2 separate regions of the Xenopus tropicalis genome follow, and region 1 is linked to region 2. The links are chromatin contacts, called in public Hi-C maps. All regions are on one chromosome and are shown on one strand. The core of a region is the stretch at or near the end of the contact, and the rest is flanking DNA. Distances in the headings are between cores, read along the strand shown.

The links. A called contact is a pair of places that touch in the nucleus more often than the background predicts.
Region 1: a Hi-C map of neurula embryo shows a contact between it and region 2, with 3 times the contacts expected there. The contact joins the promoter of hccs here to the promoter of tor1aip2 in region 2. A contact is called at or near these places in 2 of 5 Hi-C or Micro-C datasets (brain and neurula embryo).

What each region holds. Positions count from the first base shown.
Region 1 is chr4:101,748,215-101,753,063 of UCB_Xtro_10.0, reverse strand. hccs (holocytochrome c synthase) reads left to right here and starts at 2,763. Exons shown (of 7, transcript NM_001005708.2): 1 at 2,763-2,850; 2 at 3,437-3,670. The coding sequence starts at 3,442. rwdd3 (RWD domain containing 3) reads right to left here and starts at 2,554. Exons shown (of 4, transcript NM_001017275.2): 1 at 2,443-2,554. The coding sequence starts at 2,527.
Region 2 is chr4:101,254,111-101,258,930 of UCB_Xtro_10.0, reverse strand. It overlaps tor1aip2 (torsin-1A-interacting protein 2), which reads right to left and starts at 2,068. Exons shown (of 4, transcript XM_002936965.5): 1 at 1,388-2,068.

The DNA.
Region 1 (4,849 bases), core at 1,514-4,013, 490 kb before region 2:
CTGGTCAAAATTAAAATCTGTTATTGCCCCGATTCAGTAATTTGGTCTTTTTTCCTAGCATTGCCCAAATCCATATGTGCCAAAACCCCCTCTAAAACATCTTGTGAATTAAAAGGTCACCGTAGAGTTTAAAAGATGAGACTTTGGAGGTGGAAGAGAACCTGCTCTGCTCTTTTGGAATGGGATCAACACTGATTTGGGACTTTGAGTTTTTTGGTAAGTATGTGAATTAAAATGTGACATAAACCTTCCTTAACAGTGTCGCTGTAACTGCATATTAGGGGGTTAAGCACTGCAGACACAGGTTCCTATAACATCCATGTAGGGGTCCACCTATCGCTACTCTGTGTGCAGCAGCCACTGTGGTTCTCATTTGATATTATCAGAAGCAGTGACAGGGAGACGGGTGATCTAGCCAGCGTTGGATTTTAAAACAGCAGCAGCAGTCACACTTCATATGTGCTGTAGTTCTTAAAGTGGATGGGGGGCCTTATGGGCAGTTATCGTTTCCCCAGTCACTAAAATACAGGGCAGTTTCTACACTTACTTAAAGCCCAAAAGCAAAATAGTGGCAGCAACAGAGAAACAAGGAGATCCTGTCAGTTTAGGCAGCTGAATCCTTCAGGACAGAACTAGTTCCCAACTTCCAAAAATATTCATTTTATTAGATGAATTTATATTGTAATGTTTGCACCCCTTTAACTGTATATCAGTGCAGTGGTGCTGGAAATAAACAAGTGAATTATTATTGTGCCGGCTTTCATTGTGCTAATAAAGTCAGACCTCATAAAACTTTGATGTCATTTTGTTCTTAATGCGGCTTTATCAGCACATTTACTACAAATATTCAAAGAGGGGGATTTCGAAAAGATTAGCATAAAATGCATACGTGTCTAAAATTTCTATCTGCAAAAACATCAAGTCATAAAGAAAATGCTTTGCTATTATTACCATGAACAAATGATATGGAACTCATTACTTATAGCCTAAGTGCCAGCTGCGTTCCTTGAACATGACTTTGTACAAAGAAATATAGCTATTAAAGGAAAACTAGCATGTCCATGGATGGAAATTGCCTTAAACTAAAAAGGCTCATATATTTCAGTGTTTTTTGCTTTTTTATTTTATTTTTTGTCCAAAACTCACTTTGCATTTGAATAATTGAACTGCAGTGTTGATACAAAGCAAAAATGTGCACTTTAATGCCAATTTGTGAATAAGAATCCAACCAGTGGTTTATTTTCATGGCCGATAAAATCTGCTGATTCTGCCCCTCCAGCCTGTGAATAAACTAGAATAAACTAGAATTATGATCACTGGCCAAGGGGCCAAAGGATCAGATCATCCCAATTTGATACACTGCGTTTGGTAGCCATATCATATAAGGAGCCAGCCTCCAAGGAACTTTTTTTCTACAACTATCAATGGTATTTCAAATGAAGGGAATCCTTTCTGAAGCTGACAAAGTTGACAGCAGTGATATATCCTTATCTACGTAGTACATGAGTCCAGAGCTATATTTGCACTTTGCTTATAATCTCACTATATAGGGCTCACTCCATATAACCGAATGCAAGAGATTCCGAATCTGATCCCACTTCCCAGGAATGATCACATTAACAGTCAAAGAAAAAAACTCTTGTGTATGTATGCAAAAACCAATGGAAGCCTGGGAAGGAAACACATCTGCTCCAACAATTTCCATTATTTTTTCAAGCAATAGTTACTACAAGTGGATAATGTGTAATATATAAAATGGTGATGGGAACAGTTGTTTCTGCTATGATCTTCTCTTTATCGAATTAAGATTTACTGGTGTGGTAGATCACTATCTCTTGTGCACAGCTGGTCTATAGCATCTGAACTAATGGGGAGTGTTGTACTTCTCCAACAGCTTGAAGGTAGTGTCCTGTTCCATTGACTACAACATACCCCTGACCCCTTTATCTGACAGCGTAAAGTGCTGTTCATGCTTATAATCACAAGATGATTTCATTTTAAAGAGGAGACAAACCCAAAGTACATTTTCCTGTTGCAAGAGAATATAATTCTAAGCAACTTTCCATTATACACTGATTATATAACTTTAGACACTTGTAAGTATAACTGCTACTGAAAGCCCTAGTGGTTCGGACTTTACACACAATGTTGCAGACGTCAAAATGATTAAAGAACCAGCAAAGAAGTATGCAAGGCTGCCACTTTCTGTCAAAACTCTGAACCAGCAGTGCATATGAGGATGGGAACAGCTTGCGACTTGTAGTGTGCAATAAATACATGTTGGGAGGTTGCTTAGAATTATATTTTCTTTTATTAAGCGACATTTTTATTTGTGGCTTCACATCCCCCTAAGGACGTGGCTTAGTGAGCAGGGAGACGCCATCAGACCCGAACTCTTCTAGTTGTCACGTATAAACATTTGTGCCATTTACAAAGAATCACCTGAACTGGAGAGTACTTCACATTCCCCGACCCTACAGTATATCGCAGACAACGCTGCAACCTCCTCCAACGCCGACTCAGACATGTCTATGGCCACATAACGCGAGACTTCCCCTTCTCCCCAGCCAATGCAGCGGCCGTTCACTAGGTGGCGCCATCACCCAACAATATCTACTTGCCGCTCGGGAATACGCGGAGGAAACCAACAGGTGGGGGCGCTGCTCACCTACATCACATGTCCAGTAGTACGCGTCAGTAAGATAACGTTCTCATTATAACTACTTAAGGCGGAGCTAAAAAAAAAACCTAAATCGAGGCTTGGCACGCTAAGGATAACGTGCAGAGTGGGTGACGTCATAACTGTGCGCGCCATCATTTAGAGGTGTTCTGCGCTCCGGTAAAGGGCAGGTAATTGCTTTCGCATTGCGAGAAGGTAGATTTGTGTCACTGGTCCCTAGGGTTGTGTTCATTTTGCTGCGACTATTTATGTGCAACGCATTTTCCTGGTAGGAGAAAAGGCTTGTTGGGACCTCTATGTGGTGACCTCTATGGGTGAGAGTGGTGCAGGGAACATGTCTAGGGCAGAAGGTGATCTCTAACACATGTGGGGGCTCCAAGTGGAAGGTAGTTGGGAGTTGTAGTTTGGCAACGCCTTGTGAGCTGCTGTTTCTGAAAATGTAGAACAGTTATGGTGGTTAAAGGTTTTTTGTTCTGCTTCCTGTGAAGGTATTGAGTTTGGCAGGTAGTGTGGCAATAAGCCCATCTACTACTAATATGAATCATAATCTTGCTCTGTGGATAGGATTCACAATGAAGAGTCTGTATCTGAGTAGGGATCTACTCAGTACAGTGGTAGAGTTAAAATGGCTGCAAGATTACATATAAAACATATTACAAATGTGGAAAACCTTTTATTTAATTTGTTGTTGTTCAGTTTCTGTATATTTTTAACATTTTTGAGGCTACAATGTGTGTTTAACTTTCTGCTAAACAGCTGACATGGGAGCTTCAGCATCAACTCCATCAAGTGCTCCTCCACAGTCATCTACTGAATCTGCAAAGACCTACTCGGCAGAATCACCTCCCCCTGAATGTCCCATGCATCAGAAGAAGATGGAAGGAATGGGAGCTTCAGCTATAAACCCATCAAGTATTCCTTCACAATCATCTACTGAATCAGCAAAGACCCACCCAGCAGAATGTCCAATGCATCAGAAGAAGATGGAAGGTACTGGTGTTTGCTTAATTCCAATCTAAGTGCAAACTGATTAAATACCTGTAATCTGGATATTACAGAATGTGTGTTGTCTACAAACCCTTTTCCCTTTCATGCTGTAAGATTTTTTACCTTAAAGGAGAAAAAAGGGTTCAGTCACTGGGGGGTGCCGAATATGTATATATTTATTTATAAAGCGCTACTTATGTACGCACCGCTGTACAGTAGAATACATTAATACAAACGGGGTTATTGAGATAAAAATAGATAAATACAAAGTATAAGAATAAATACAAATAAATAAATACAAGATACAGTTGCAATAAGTTAAGAGTCAAAGACATAAGAGGATGGAGGTCCCTGCCCCGTAGAGCTTTCAATCTATATGGGAGGGTAACTTACAGACACAAATAGGCAAATATAAGTGCTGCGGGTTACAGTGGGTGACAATATAATATAAGTGCCAGTTCCCAGATCAGGTGCTGGGTGAGTGCTCCAAAAGGTAGTCAAGTTTAGTTTTAAAAAGACTGAGGGAGGATTCTCTCTGGAGGAAATCGGGGAGGGCATTCCAAATGTAAGGGGCAGAAAGGTTTAAGGCGGGAGACAGCAGTAGTAGTGGGGGCCCAAAGGAGTCGGCCAGGAACATACAGAGACACAAAAGAAGAGATGTAGTGAGGAGCAGAGGAATGGAGGGCTTTGAAGGTTAAGAGAAGGAATTTGTAAGATGTTCTTTTTTTAATATTAGGCACCCCCAGTGATTTAATCACTTACCTGATACCCCAGGCTGGTGCTCCTGTTACCAAAAAACTTCACCTGGGTACGAGTGAGGTGAGCGATTCTCTTCATCCTTCTTACTTTACGTCAGGTGCCCATGCACAGTAGAGCAAAAACCAGAACTTTAACAAAAAAGCCAACTTTTTCACTCTACTGCACATGCATTGGCTCTGGAATTTTGAAGAAAGAACAAGCGAAGAAGATGATCACCTGCTCGCATGTGCCCCAGGCCGGTGCAGTTTTCTTCTAACCGAAACACCAGCCTGAGGTATCAGGTAAGTGGTTACAGTCACTGAGGGGGGTACTTTACATTTGGCAGCCCCCAATGATTGAGACTTTTCTTCTCCTTTAATAGTTTAGTCAAATTTAAAAAAAATTTAAATTTTTTTTAACAAAATCTCTTATTTTTCTAGAAAA
Region 2 (4,820 bases), core at 819-3,318:
GGGAGATTAGTCGCCGCACGACAAATCTCCCTTGTCGCGGGCAACTAATCTGCACAAAATGTAAATCGCCGGTGGGATAGCATACACAGCGCTGCGATCTCCGAAGTTGCCTCTTGAGGCAACTTTGGTGATTTCGGCAAATCTTTGCGCCGTGTATGCCATTCCACCGGCGATGGCATACACGGCGCAGAAATAAGAGTGACAAATAGCAGTAGCACCTAAACTATTCTGCCTCGTTTCGTACGATATTCGGTGCGTGTATGGTATGTCGGCGAGTCGACCGGTATCGCAGGAAGCTGCTGATATCGGCCGACTCGCCGATCGGACCAGTTGGAAAATTTTGATCAGGCGCCATAGAAGGCGCCTGACCAAAATCTCCCTTCAGCGCTGAATCGGCAGAAGGAGGTAGAAATCCTATTGTTTCTACCTCCTTACCTGCCGATTCAGCCCTGAATGGTGTGTGGTGGATCTGACGATGTTTTGTCGCACGAAACATCGTCAGATCGCCACGTGTATGGCCAGCTTAACACAAACATAGCCAAGGACTGTGGGAAAGGGAGGAGAAACAGCAGCAAGGCTATATGGGATATGTAGTTGCATGTTGTGAGGCACTGAAGTGGTATTAGAGCAGGAAAAAGGCTTATTTGTGCGATAGCTTTATTGTAACAAGAGATGGTTACAGTCTCATCGTGGACAAATAATATTACAAAGTTCTTATAAAACTAAGGCATGTACTAAAGGGGTTGGGTTATTGTAAGGTGACCAGATTTCTAGAATGAAATCCGGGGACAGGGGGCAGAAAGGTGGCGTGCCCACTTTGGAAGCCACACCTCCAATAAACCACACAGTGGCTATTCCATGTATAATACCCCCAGAACTCATAGCAGAATAAAATAGTAGCTATTTCATGTATAATGCCCCCCAGAACTCATAGCAGAATAAAACAGTGGCTATTTCATGTATAATGCCCCCCAGAACTCATAGCAGAATAAAATATTGTCTATTTCATGTATAATGCCCCCCAGAATTCATAGCAGAATAAAACAGTGGCAATTTAATTAAGTAAGTAAAGTATTATATTATACAAATAACTTTTCAAGAATAAAACGTGTACAGCAAAAGCAGCTGGAGGTATACAGTGAAATAACCCTGCCCAAACACTCAGACTCCCTTCCCTTAGTGCTCCCTGCTCTGTGCTGCTGTTGCTTTACTAATAAAAGATCATTAGGTGATAACAGCTCTGCACTACAGCCAGGCACTAATATTCTGTTTTTAACTTTCACGCCTTGAAGTTTGAAACTGAAGGAGTGAGCAGGAAGAGCTACCCATCACAATACTGTCAGGCTGAGAGGAATACCAGAGTTGTAGTACAGATCGCTGCACTTACCTAACAAGAAGCAGGAGAGAGTACCACATCACAGAGGGCAGGAGAGCAGTTTCAGGAAGAAGCCGTGCAGGCACAGTGAAGGATATCGGAGGGGGAAGGGGTGGGGCTGACAGCAGATCTCTAGTTCTTCCTCTGTGTCTTGCCATGCCAATGGTTGCTAGGGGGATGGTTTTCTGAGGCGGTGATTGGCTACATTTGGTTCACACTTGTAGCCAATGATAAAGCACATTACTTGACAGACATTTGCTTTGCTCAATGAGGTTTGTTTCCGGACTGGGTGCTGCCTGTCATTACACAGGGACTTCTAAACTTTATTTCAGCTACTGGGGATGGTCCACAGGGCAATTTTCAACAGGGCAGGAGGTCTTGAAACGGGGCCTGTCCCCATGGTACAGAGACAAATGGTAACCATAAGTTATTGGGATACTTTACAGATTAATCAAAGTAAGCTTCCCGTACAATCCACCGTGCACTTCTATGATTGTAAAACCTGTATGTTATTTTTATTAATAATAATCTATATTATAGATATGCTGCCTGTCCCAGTTTGTCTACAGCATTTTACAGCGGCCCTTCTGGCATTTACCAGATCCCACAGATTACCGGTTTGGGCCTGTCTCCAAAAGTATATGAGGAACCTTTTCTGTAGGGGAACCGTTTTGGTCATATTGTCACAAGAAATGGTTGTCAGAGACATGGAGGAAATAATTCCATTACCAGATTACTCATTAAACACTACCAGATACCATTTATATGGGTCCTCCACCAGAAAGGGGAACAAATATAATTCTAAGAAACTTTCCACTATACATTCAATAGAATGTTTCAATTGTTTTGAAAGGTATTTGTAAATAAAATTGCAGTCAAAAGCAGTGTTTTTTTTTCTGTTTTCTGGTTGGTTAGAGTTTTGCATGTAACAAGAGCCTGGTCTCTTCCAGTTCTTTTGATATGCTTTTATCTTCTGGCTTGCAATCTTGTTTCAAGAGTCAAAAAAATAAACAGACATGCTGCTTAAGGCTGATGGCAGACGTGGTGTAGGGCTGATATTTTCGGCAAGCGGAAAAACGCTTGGCGAAAATACAGCCCTACGCCTGCTACTTGTGCCTGCACCCGAATGAATGAGATACGCTCGGGTGCAGGCACATGTAGCCGATATACGCATGAAAAAGCGAGATAATGCAAAGTCTAGCATTTTCATGCGTATATCGGCTACATGTGCCTGCACCCGAGCGTATCTCATTCATTCGGGTGCAGGCACAAGTAGCAGGCGTAGGGCTGTATTTTCGCCAAGCGTTTTTCCGCTTGCCGAAAATATCAGCCCTACGCCACGTCTGCCATCAGCTTTAGGGCTCTGGCACACGGGGAGATTAGTCGCCCGCGACTAATCTCCCCAAAATGCCATCCCACCGGCGAAAATGTAAATCGCCGGTGGGATGGCATACGTGGTGGCGCGATTTCAGTGAAATCGCGGAAGTTTCCTCTCGAGGCATGGGGAGATAAGTATCCCCACGACAAATCTTCATTGCCGCAGGTGACTAATCACCCTGCAATGCCATCCCACTGGCAAGAATGTAAATCGCCGGCGGAATGGCATATGCATTGCTACGATTTCTAACCGATTAGATATGGGGATCTAATCTCCCGTGTGCCACTGCCCTTAGGGTGAAGACACACTGGGCTACTAGTAGCAGCTATTTTTTCAAGGCTACTAAACTCCAGAAAATAACCTGCCATAGACAATACTAAGAAATGCCTCTGCTAAAACACACATTGAGACAATTATCAGTAAATTGTCTATTTAACTAGCATTGTCTATTTAAGTAGCCACGACAAGTAGCTGCTACTAGTAGCTCTGTGTGTCACCCTTAATGACTTTTACAAATCTCTACTCTTTATGCAAAAAAAAAATTGCATGATGGATTTTGCCTAGTATTTTAATTAGGAAATATATTTCCTAAGTGGGTGACTGAATAGCATGTTTAGTCCTTGCAAGGTAGTTAAAGGACATGTAAACCCTACACACAAAAATGTAATCAGTGAACAGCCTCTTTGAAATCTTTCAATACCTGCCACTTTGGTTGTTCAGAGGTTAATAGTAAGGCTGCAGCATCCCCTTAATCACTTAGATTTCCTTCTGTAACCCACCCAGGCCCCCCTCGGGAATTTGATTTGATTTCTGGCTTGCCAGACATGCTCAGTTGTTCTCAGCTCAGATTACTAAACACGCACTTCAGTCTAGCAGCCAGTGAAGAGATGGCATTGCTGGTTCCCATAGAAACTCAGCTCTAGCTGTCTGCTTCAATTTTTTTCTCCTAACCTCCTCTCCTGAGCTCAGCTCAAACAAAGCAGAAATTTTATCAGAGACAGTTGTGCCTGTATGCTTGATAAAATGTATGCTGAATAAGGGTCTGTGTATGTGTATGCTGTTTGCGGATTTAAATGTATCTGATTATGTATCAGAGGAAAAATGGCCACTGGGTGAAAGCTGCTATTTGCTTTAGGAAAATGTGATGGTGCTGGCAAACGGAGGGGATATATGCAGTACAAATAATGCCATTTGGGTGGGGGAGACATTCCCAACTAATATACATTGTAGGCTTTACATGTCATTTAATAGATTAGGTTGGTAATATGGACGCCACAATGGTGGCGAGACTTCTAAAAATAGAGGTCTGTAGTAGTCACCTGGGCACAAAAAAAATAATGTCAGTAGGTTATAGTTTGCTGCTATTGTCAATGCAACAGCAGAAACATTGGGTAGGTGAGCTGAAAATATGGACACTCTTCAAGCCAATAGTTGCAGGTGAGACACAGTATAAAGACACTTTTCTCCAGACGCCAAGGTCCTGAAATAGGGCCTCACCCCTGAAAGGGGGACTAATGGGAACCCCATATTTCCTAAATATCAACACTGAAAATTCTTCTGAAGCTTCTACCTCAGCAGCAGCAGCAGACTTTATACACAGCTTTTCAATTGTAGACCTACCTTACAAATTTGAACAGAAACCTATCTACTCTAAGGGCGCCTTATACTCCCTCATGTTTAGGCATCGCAGACCCAGAGTTTATAGTTGAGGTAAGAGACCCTAACTAACTTGACTGATTTTTTGTTTTTTGTTGCACTGGGTCCCGTTTCTAGTATTACATTTGACATAGATTGTAAACAGGGCCACCATCAGAAATCACAGGGCCCCTCACAACAAAATTGTCTGGGCCCTCCCATGCCCTGCCCCCCAATGGCCCCTCCCATCAGTACACACAGGACAGGCATTGGTAGCCAGGGCCCCCATAAAACATTGGCAGCCAGCATCCCCCAGCTCCCCCCCTCCCCCAGCATCCTCCAACACCCCCCCAGCGTCCTTCTGGCTCCCCTGCGGCTTCCTTCAGCCCCCCACCAGCGACTTCATCTGGCTCCCCTGCGGCTTCCTCCAGC